Linked DNA regions of Mus musculus: region 2 is linked to region 1. The links are chromatin contacts, called in public HiChIP or PLAC-seq maps. All regions are on one chromosome and are shown on one strand. The core of a region is the stretch at or near the end of the contact, and the rest is flanking DNA. Distances in the headings are between cores, read along the strand shown.

Region 1 (5,389 bases), core at 1,922-4,421:
TTCATCCCCTAAGCCTTGTTCTGCAGCCATGCTGGGACACAGCATGGGGCTCTGTAGGCTCTTGTTTATCTCCTATACTCAGAAAAAAACTTGGTCCCCTGAATTAGTAGAGCAAGCAGACCCTTCCCCTGAGGGTCTCAGGGCAGCTGCTGGCAAGAAAACTCAGGTTCTCCCCAAGCAGCTCCAGCCCCTCTCCTCTGCTCTGCCGGAAACAGCTAGAGCTGTGTCCTGCCTGCTGCCTGCCTGCCTCATCCAGGCAGCAAAAGCAGCAGAAGAGAGAAGAACGGGTGGCTTATGGATAGGAGACCATCTGTGACCAAGGCATAGAACAATGCCCTTGTCTAGGAGCCCTGGAGAGGGACAGACTGGCACAGGGACATGGGGGCTCTGAGGAGTTTTTCACAGGAGGCTTATTTGGCCTGTATGGCTGTTTATGGACAAGGTTGCTAGCGTCTTCCAGATGACCTTTGAGCCAAAGCCCAGCACCACAGAATTAAGTTTTACCAGAAAATCCAGCGATGTTTTGAGTACAACTCTTCCTTGAGGCCATTTGGAGAAAGTTTAGACTGAAGCGTGCCAATGTCTACACAAAGGCAAGGCCTCTGGGGAAGTGTGCACCCGTCACTGCCCTTCAGACCCCGATTGCAGCCTAGGAAATGGAAACGAACCCCATCCAGAGCCCTCTGCCAAAGTTAGCTGGCATAGAGGCACAGGGAGCACTTCTGCTCTGGGGCGATGGCCCCCTCTAGCTGTTATAATGAAGAACTGCAGGTATGGGTTCCCAAGTCAGGGCGGGCTTCTACCCTAACTCCTGTAGGGGGTGAGGTGGGGTATGTATGATCATTGTTGGAGGATCAGGAAGAGGGGAAGCCTTCCACCTTTCCTTAGAGAAATAGGTCTTGTCTCCTCCATCAGCTCTGAGGGCCACAGCTGTCGGGGCTGAAAGATGCACAAAGGCCTTTGTGCTGGATGTTGGTGGGAAGGAAGTGTCCAAGGCTCATTCCTGCTGCCTCCCCTAACCCTGTTCCCAGAGGAGTCCAGGGGCTGGCAGGGGCCGTTATGCTTGTAACAGAACAAGGTCAATGAGACCCTGATCTCATAGCAGCTGTCCATGCTCAGCACCTACAAGGGCTAATACTGGAAGTGGAGTGGCTGGGCCAGGGTCAGTAACCTTGGGGCACATGAGTTCACTGAAGGCACTCTGACTCTTTGGTTCTTTTCAAGCAGGAGAGAGTTGACAAAGGCATTGAGACAGACGGTTCTAACCTGAGCGGCGTCAGTGCCAAGTGTGCCTGGGATGACCTCAGCCGGCCTCCGGAGGATGAAGAGGATAGCCGGAGCATCTGCCTCGGCACACAGCCTCGGAGGCTGTCTGGCAAAGGTTGAGACCTTCCCTTGCCTTGCTCCCTTCCTTCCAGGTTCCCCAGGACAAGTCTCTAACTAAATAGCAGCCCACTCTGATTATTTTCTGACAAATGAATTTTTCCAATGTGGGTGAACTATATATGAGCATTATTGGCCTGTTTGTAGCTATTTCCTGTGTGCATTTCAAACACACTAGTATACTCTGTGTGTACACTCTGCCCCTTGGAATCTGACCTCATGTATGTGAGTATGAACCATGGAATAGTTAACAGAAAATGTACACAGTCCACCCAAAGACACTACAGCGTATGTTCACCACCACAGAACTGACACAGACCCCAGCTCTGGCCTGAAGGCCATGCCAAGCCTGAGAACCTCTCTCCTTGAACCTTCCTGGGCTTTTAATGAGAGGGAGCGAGTGTGAAGCCCGACACTGGCCTCCTCTGCAGTCCCAGAGTCTGTGGCAAGTTAGCTCCCTCTGCCTCTGCCTTCTGGGTAAGCTCTCGGAGGAGGAGGAGGATGTGGCGTCCTGTTGGATGCTCCCATGCTGCTCTTGGCTCCAGAAGGACTTGTGGGGTTTTTTTTGTTTTGTTTAGTTTTGTTTTGCTAAGGCTGTCCCTGGCTAATGCCAAAGGAAAAGTGGCCATTTATATACATGTATGTTTAAGGCTTTCTGTCTCCTTCCTTTCTCAGTTCTTCTTTTTCATTTATCAAAGAATAAAATGCCTTTGGCCTTGAATAAAATACCTGACTTGGTTTACTTTGGAGACAGGGTCTCATGTAGCCTAGGCTGACCTCTAACTTTCTGTGAAGCTAAGGATGACCTTGAATTCCTGAGCTGCCTCCTCCTCCTCCTCCGCAACTTCAACTTCTAGTGCAAACATCTGAGCCCTTTTCTTTTCCTGTGTCAGGGGCTCACGTCCAGTTGCTTCTGACAGAGGAATGCCGTAGAGAGGCTGGCAGTCATGTCTATAGCTGCAGTCATCGCTGCTCTTTTACTTCTTGTTTACCTCGCAGACAGGCTCTCTTGCTCTCTGCAGCGTAAGCTGGCTTCTCATTTCCTGCCTCACACGCTCATGTGCTGGGATTACACACATGTACCACCATGCCCAGCATTGTTTGTTTTTTAATTATTGTAAAATGATTCACTGTACAGTACCAAGTCACACCGCAAAGTTGCTGGTCGTGCCTTCTCCACTAGTACTGCCGGCCCATCCATCTCTCCTTTTCTCCTTTCTTCCTTTATTGTGTGTAGCCCACCCAAGCTGATCTCAAGCTTGTTGAACTCGTATTTCAGCCGCCACTGCTGAGTGAGTGCTGGGCCTGCTGACGTGTGACCATGCCCTGCCTCTCACCAGTGCTGCCACCACTGTTCTAGGCTCTCTCAGGCTGGGAGCCCAGAGGGCCTTCCGGCAACTTTGTGATTTCATTGCAGACACAGAGCAGATCCGGGAGACCCTGAGGCGGGGACTGGAGATTAACAGCAAACCTGTCCTTCCACCAATCAATTCTCAGCGACAGAACGGCCTCACCCACGACAGGGCTCCGTAAGTGTCTGTGTTCTGGGGCTAGGACAAAAGGACGGTGTTTTTCTCGAGGGGCCATCCCTGAGGATTGCATGAGGGGAAGAGTGTACATGGTTCTTGTTGAATGGACCCCGAGTCTGTAGGTTTAAAGGCAGCCCTGATCCAGGCAGGGCACACGGATCTGTGGACTGTAGCAAAGGACCTCAAAGGGGACTCTGCAGACCATGAGTACAAACAGCAGTAAATATTTACATGGGCTGTGTGAACAGAAGAGAGTCCAGGTTGGGACAGAAATCTGACTGAGGGCCTGTGAGCCTTGTGGGAGCCCATTGTGCTAAGCCAGTCCCCTCCTTATCTCACTCTGGGTCAGAGTTGCCCTTCCTTCCTTCCTGGAGCCTGGGCTCTGGCTGATAGCTACAACCCCAGGGACCTCCTTGTCTGGCTAGCCCTGAGTTGCATGCCTGCTGCTGAGGCCCTTCTTCCTGCCTGCCTTTCCTGGGGCCCAGAGAGGGGAAGGCAAGTCCTTTGCAGGCCTCTGCTGCCTGTCTAAGGGTCCTGTAGTCCTTAGGAGAAACCAGCCAACCCCGGAGGTCAGACCTGTCCTCCTCCCACCTCCTCCTTTGTTAGAAGGGAAGTGGTGGGCTGGGAACTCCCTTCTTGCACAGTATAATGGCCTAGGGTGCTGGCCACTCAGAGCTGGGACCTCGCCTGCCTGGGTGGAAATTGCTCGGGCTAGGGTGGAAAAGGAGTTGGACTAATCCTACAAGACTAGGGTGATCCACCTACCCTCTACGAAGTCTGTGTGGCAACCTCAAGCCCTGGGGCCATTTGGGATGCACAGGGCCTTCCTTTGGGGGAAACAATAAACCAGTCATGGTATGTGCAATCTGACTGCATATACAGTTTGTTGAAAAATGACCATGGGTTTGGAATCAGGCTGCGGTTGCTGATTCATGATCCTGGAAAGATCAGTGATGCAGCGCACGATGGCAAACACAGTATGTGGAATAGGCAGCATGTGTGGAGAGAGAGGACCCGGACTGTGTGGCGAGGCCTGCAGCTAGCGTGGGAAGCTGCTACAGGGACTTGGGAGCAGAGGCCTGGCTGGTCAGCATTGAGGATGCGCCCTGGGAGCTGCTTAGGGTACCCACAGGGTTACTCTGGGCTTGCTTCCGGCCACTGTTGTTTGCCTGGTGTACCTGCCATCCAGAGGCAGGAAAACCTGAGCTCTCTAACAGCGTGGGGAGGCCTCCAGTGCTACCCAGCGCCTTTAGCTGCAGCCAATGACTTTCTTAAGTTGCTTGGATTTTGCTCTGGCAGTAGCAGATAGCCAAGCTGTGTCATGGGGCATCTGGAAGCTTTCCACCTGCAGCCTGGACCCTGACCCAGAGCTGTGCTCCTCCCTAGGCCCCAAGTATGAATTCTTATACCGACTTCCTTGGCACTGGTGGTAGGCCAGTAATGGGCTTGTAGCCTCCAGTAGTTCTCATGGAATGTGGAGCCAGTCACCTTCCAAATGGCCCTCCCACCTCTCAAAGAAGGCCAGGGCTTCTGACAGAGAGCTTTCGGGGAGCCCCTTGTTGGCCTTCTTTGACCTGAGACATGCCTGATATCTCATTCTCTGTCTTGTTTATGTGTCTGACTATTGTGTCCCTAGACACTGCATGGGGCACAGGCTGGACTCTCAGTTCCTGTAGACACCACAACTGGGCAGTAAGGAAGTGGTGGGCTGGGCACTTGGCAGAAGACTGTCCCCTTTGTCCCCACTCTTTGCTCTGCATTGGCTGGTATAAAGACATGAGTGAGAATAGGTCTGGAGTCATCTGCTCTCCCTGCAGCTCAAGGTCCCCAAGGAGCTGAAATCTGACATCCGGAGGGGTGACAATGTCTCCCTCTGAGGTTCTTGGTCCTGTTTGCCAACTTAACAAGCAGCTGAGCAGTGGTTTCTCCTCCTCACTCCCCGGCTAGGACCACCCCAGCGTGCTCTCAGAGCTCCCAGAGTCTCGCTCTCTGTTGTCTCCAACTCAACAACGGTCAGCTCAGTTGAGATTAGCAAGCACCATTGTAATATCTGTGCTGCCCACCCTGGGACCTGACCTCGTTTCAGACACACCATAAAGATGGTGACAGAGAAAGCCAGTCCCAAATGTGCTGGCACCGCTGTTTGCCCTTCTCCCCCTGGGAAGCTGCCGTCACAGCATGGGCCCTATTTGGTCTGCCTGGCCAGTTTTCCTTTCGTCAGGACTTTGGGCTAGGCAGTCTGATGCATAGGTCTTTGTGGGTCTGGATCTGACCTAAGGTCTCAGAGATGGATTGGTTTAGAACAGCTGATCTGGCTGAGCATCAGCCGCTGGGTCCTGGCCTACTTGGGGAATTGGCTACTTGCTAATTTCATATATCCATAGCAGCCAAAAGTTTATACCAGTATTAATTTAATTCATCCTCGAAGCCACTGTAAGAAGTAGATGCTATTATGTATTTTCCTTTTTACAGAAGAA
Region 2 (5,389 bases), core at 1,253-3,752, 530 kb after region 1:
TAAACACACAACACATACATACACGCACCCACAGATTTTATTCAGCTGTTAAAAAAAGAAATTATAATATTTCTAGGAAAATGAAGAAAACTTTAAAATTGTATACTAACTGAGGTAACCCAAGGTCAGAAAGACAAATGTTGCATGTTCTCCTCATATGCAGATCCCAGCTTTGAATTTTTAGTTTTTTGCATTTCATACCTGCAGAAGCCAGAAAACCAGAAGAAAGCCGTGGGGGGGAGGGGGGGATGGCCGAAGAGGGGGAGGGAAGTAGAAAGGTAGAGATGCTTCAGGAGGGAAAGGGTGGGGGATGGGGACGCAAGGGGGTTAGGAGGTTAGCCAGACTGAAGGAGATATGAAAAAAAAAAAAAACCCATAAGGGAACCTAATATCCAATAACCCCATTTAAAATGCAATTTTAATTTCAGCCGGCCGTGTTGGCACACGCCTTTAATCCCAGCACTAGGGAGGCAGAGGCAGGCGGATTTCTGAGTTCGAGGCCAGCCTGGTCTACAAAGTGAGTGCCAGGACAGCCAGGGCTATACAGAGAAACCCTGTCTCGAAAAAAAAAACGAAAAAAAAAAAAAAAAAAGATGTAATTTCAGTGTTGGAGAGATGGCTCAGCAGTTAAGAGAACCTGCTGCTCCTCCACAGGATGTGAGTTCGGATCCTAGCAGCCATGTCAGGCAGCTCACGACTGCCTTAGGAGTTACTGCACTGGAGGGCAAAGGAACAGGGCCAGGCTGAGCGAGCAGGGGCACCGCCTTCTCTTCCAATGTGCGAGACACTTACAGCATCAGCTCATGGCTACCAGAAGAGGCCTTGCTGGGATGAGTTTTTGAGTAGTCAGAAAGAAGTCAGGAAGGACAAAGGCAAGAGGAAGGGAAGGGAGATATAATGATGGGGGTGGGGTGGGGGTGGTACTAAGGTCCCCAACCCAGGGTGTGTACTCAGATGAGAAGTGGTAAAAGAAGAAAGGGAGCCATTACTGCCTTTAAAAAACCATGCATGTGTGTGTGTGTGTGTGTGTGTGTGTGTGTGTGCGCGCGCGCGCGCACACACACATGTAGCAGCTGGAAGACAATCTCGGGTTTCATCATCAGGCCATCTGCCTCCTTGGAGACTGAGCCTTTTCCTGACTAGACAGCCCCAGGGATCCTCCTGTCTCTGCCACTCCAACGATGGGATTACAAGGGCACACCATCACACCCAAAAATCTTTACATAGGTTCTGGGGATTGAACTCAGATCCTGTGCAAGCATTTTACCAACCGAGCCATCTCCGAAGCCCAAGGCCATTTATTTTCAAAGAGAGATGCAGGCAGGCAGGCAGGCAGGCAGGCAGGCAGTTGGGAGCAGGCTTGGGTATTGGGGAAGTAAGCAGGCTAAAGACAGGACGTTCTGGCCAGAAACCAGAAGGCTGGCATTGCTGAGCCCCAGTGTCATGACAAGATCCGGGGTGTGCCTGACTGAAGTGGCAGTCATGTCGTCACAGGTCGGGAATGGTGAAGTGATTCAAGTCTGGTAGTTCAACATAGTCTCTACATGCAAGGAGCTGAAGCAGGGGGATTGGTGTGAGTTTGAGGTCATGGGTGGGATATGCAGGCAATTACAGATCAGGACAGATTGTAAAATGACATCCTGCTTTTAAAAATATATAATAACCAAGAATCTGAAATAAATGATCCTCAGGAATCAGAAAATAAGTGTCTGGTAAGTTCTGTCTTCGGAGGGTTGAAGAAAAGGCCCAAGTAGGGAAAGTGGCTACAACTCAACCGCTCAGGTCAGGAAATGCTGTGGTCTTGCTTGAACAAACGGTCCTTACGCTACAGCCTCCACGAGAGTCAGTACAACTATCCAAACACAGATTCGCGGGGCCAACAGTGGCTGTGCTCTGGGGCTAAGGAGCTACATTCTAAATTCAGCTGCTCTGGGGTCCAGAAATCATGTCGTTAATGACTCTGAAGATGGTGGTTCACGGCGCTGAGAAGCCGTGCTCACAGAGAGGAAGAACAATGAGTTGGCAGAAATTCTGGTCAGCTCTATATCGCGCTGAGGAATAAGGAGCTCAATTTACAAGTCCCCTCTGGGAAAGAAAACACTAACAAAATGCGTTTTAGAAAGACAAGGCAGTTTTAATGAAAAGGGGTGCCACGCCCTGAAGAGACCCAGGGGTCTCCCCCTCCCCCCCAGGGAAAGTCATTGTGCAGAAAGATAAAACTGTTCTGTACCCATTACCCAGCCGCACCCTCCTGCACTCCTAGGAGACTGCTCTGCTGAGCAGATAAGTAGTGTGGTCTCTAACAACCACACAAAAGACCTGCACAGAGCCAGGTGGGGGCACTGCCTGCTGTAAAGGTCTGCCTGAGTCACCCCTGACAGGAACCAGCTTCTCCTAGCCCTGGAGTTTTCTTCACTATCTGTGATTGGGCTCCCCTAGTCTCTGGGCAAAAGAAAGAAAGAATAAATATTAACTAAAGGTGCAGCTGTGGCAGGGTGCCCAGGCACTCCCCTCCCTTCAGCCTCCTTGCCCCCTGACCCAGAGGCTGGAACCAACCGCTGGGCTCTCAGGTTCATGATCTGCTTGGCTGCTCCTGCAGAAAGAGGGGAGAGGCGAGCATTTCTCTGCATAGCCCTGGATGGCAACCAGCCATTCATTGGCGGGAGGGGCCTTTACAGGTGGCTAAAGTGATGTATAGTCACTGCTGGGGCCTCCTGGACTCAAGTAGCTGACCCATATGATCTCCAAGTCAGCCAAAGCCAAGGCCCACATTCCTTCCATGTGTTACACTTCACCAGTTGTTACATTGTGTTATATTGTGTTACATTATGTTACATTAACCAGTAGCCAGCTAAGCAGATTGTATTCGTCACTGGGTGGTAGGGTGGGATAATTAGAGACCCAGTGATAAATTATTTGTTCAATGAGAATAATAATGCCTGCCTCACTCCTTGGCTATTGAATTAAAGAGATGTTAAAGAAATGAAAACTAAAGAAATAAATTCGTAAGTATTTTTTTTTTAAAAACATCTTTCAGGATGGGGAGATGGCCTTGTGGGTAGATACCCAGAAGCCATTGCAGTAGTGTGCATTGCTGAACTGCGTCCTGCCTTGCCGCTGGGATGCCTGGGCACAGCTGGCATGCAGCTCGGGGGAGGCAGAACGAAGTCCCCAGAATGGTGGTCTGCTGCGGGGTCTGGGACCTATGCCGTGGTTCCCAGTCTCCTATGTACCTGGGCGCCACTGGCATACAGCTGGGAGTCGGGGCACAGGGTCCATGGTCCATGCTTCCCCTTGGGGCATCCATGCACTGGACAGGAAGGGGAAGACAGAGTCCAGGAAGGGCGGGACCAGTCTGATTACAAGTGAGCTCTGGAAGAAGAGAGAGAAGGACTTCTTCGGGAGTTTAGGCGAGGCTCTTTAAGATGAAGGCCTTCCCCGCAGCTTGCTTGGTCATATTGGTTTATTTGATGGTGGATATTAATTGCATACACTTCACTCAGGGTGAACCGGGGATCAAATACCTTTTGCGGGAAGGAGTGCACAGGAAGGGAAGCTAATTGGCTGAACCCTCAGGGGCTTATCTAGGTACCTCATTAGTGTGGAGTACTTGAGGTTTTTTATGCCACATGACTGATCACCACGGTCCTCAGTGGGGTGTTGTGGTTTCTGTTCCAGGGCAGGTAGAGGCGGCAGGGAACGGCTCCGCTCCTGCCGGTCTCAATCCCGAGATCCCTGGGACTTGCGCTCACTCAGCCTGACCACTTCTCATGCCTGCCTGGTAACAAGCTCCCATATGCCCTACAGTGCATCATCCTAGCATTTCTACAGCAACACAGACAGAAGAATTCCCAGACGCTTGTGGGCCACTTACCCTAGGGTTGCACCAGAGAACAAGAGACCCTATTTCAAACAAGATGGGATGCAAAGACCAACATCCAAAGTTGTTTCTGATCTCTACATGTGAGCCAGGGCAGGTGTGGTGCCCACACTCACAGACATGAAAACACACGTGCATGCACACACAAACACACAGACACACCAGACAGATACATGCAAACATATCAATAGTTTTAAAAGAAAGTGGGGGGTGGCAGGGAATGGCTCAGTGGGTAAGAGCACCTGACTGCTCTTCCGAAGGTCCGAAGTTCAAATCCCAGCAACCACATGGTGGCTTACAACCATCCATAAAGAGATCTGACTCCTTCTTCTGGAGTGTCTGAAGACAGCTACAGTGTACTTACATATAATAAAAATAAATAAATCTTTAAAAGAAAGAAAGAGAGAGAGAGAGAGAGAAAGGAAGGAAGGAAGGAAGGAAGGAAGGAAGGAAGGAGGAAGGAAGGAAGGAAGGAGGAAGGAAGGAAGGAAGGAAGGGGAGTGTGGTGTCTCGTGCCTTTAATCCCAGCACTCAAGACACAGAAGCAGACAGATCTCTCTGTGAGCTCAGTGCCATCTGGTCACCGTGGCAAGTTGTAGGTCAATCAAGTGCTACATAGTGAGATCGCAAAAATTAAAAAACAAATAACTAGCCGGGCGTGGTGGCACACGCCTTTAATCCCAGCACTTGGGAGGCAGAGGCAGGCGGATTTCTGAGTTCGAGACCAGCCTGGTCTACAAAGTGAGTTCCAGGACAGCCAGGGCTATACAGAGAAACCCTGTCTCGAAAAACCAAAAAAAAAAAAAAAAAAAAAACCCAAACAAAACCAAACCAAACCAAACCAAAACCAAAACAAAAAAAAACCAAAAACAAATAAATAGATTTCTTAAAACCTTGAGTAATACATTTCAACTCCTGACCTTTAGGTCCTGACACTCACCACGCAGGCTCTGCTTGCAATGATCAGCACTGCGACCTCTATTCAAAGTGTTCCACTAACCAAGACCTTGGCTCAAATCCTAAGTTGGGCAAGGGACAAGCTGTTGGTCAACACTGCCCCCTAGTGGTAAATTTACCAACTGCACAGAGACCGGCCACCAGTCTTTCTCTGGGCTCACTGGGTAACTCCTGGAAAAACCTTAAACTCCTTGCCCCCGAAACAGCCTTAGGCTCAATCCCAGCCAAGAGCCAGTCTGCTCTCTGTGTGGCTTATGTCTTTGTACTTCATAAGTGGTACTCATCCGTACTTTAAATCTTTAGCAAAATCCTGTTCAGATCCTGACTCGTCCAAAAGAACCCTGACCCTAATCAGCCCAAATCTCCCCAAACTTTCTTCAATGTCTCCTTTATTGGGTTAGTTGCCTGTATGAGTTATTTCTAAACTATAGAGGTGTATATATATATATATATATACATATATATATACACATATATATATACACATACACATATATATGTGTATATATATATATATGTATATATAATTCCCGTTTTACAAAACTGTTCGAA

Evidence for each region. HiChIP or PLAC-seq counts read pairs in DNA pulled down with a chosen protein or histone mark.
Region 2: a contact with region 1 is called in a FOXA1 HiChIP or PLAC-seq map of pancreatic cancer cells. The contact joins two enhancer-like sites. A contact is called at or near these places in 3 of 115 datasets of contacts at active chromatin or transcription factors (extraembryonic endoderm stem cells, large pre-B cells and pancreatic cancer cells) and 1 of 9 other capture datasets (adipose tissue).

Annotation. Positions count from the first base shown.
Region 1 is chr19:46,451,935-46,457,323 of GRCm38.p6, forward strand. Sufu (SUFU negative regulator of hedgehog signaling) reads left to right here. Exons shown (of 12, transcript NM_001025391.2): 7 at 1,228-1,381; 8 at 2,801-2,912. Among named protein-coding and RNA genes, the nearest start is that of Trim8, 47 kb to the right of the region's middle. Within about 2 kb of position 3,172, at least 154 of the 459 cell types and tissues checked have an H3K27ac peak or open chromatin away from gene starts, as enhancers often do. A contact at or near this core is called in adipose tissue, extraembryonic endoderm stem cells and pancreatic cancer cells, where this site is marked.
Region 2 is chr19:46,986,414-46,991,802 of GRCm38.p6, forward strand. It overlaps a transcript of Nt5c2 not described here. Among named protein-coding and RNA genes, the nearest start is that of Ina, 26 kb to the right of the region's middle. Within about 2 kb of position 2,503, at least 127 of the 459 cell types and tissues checked have an H3K27ac peak or open chromatin away from gene starts, as enhancers often do. A contact at or near this core is called in adipose tissue, extraembryonic endoderm stem cells and pancreatic cancer cells, where this site is marked.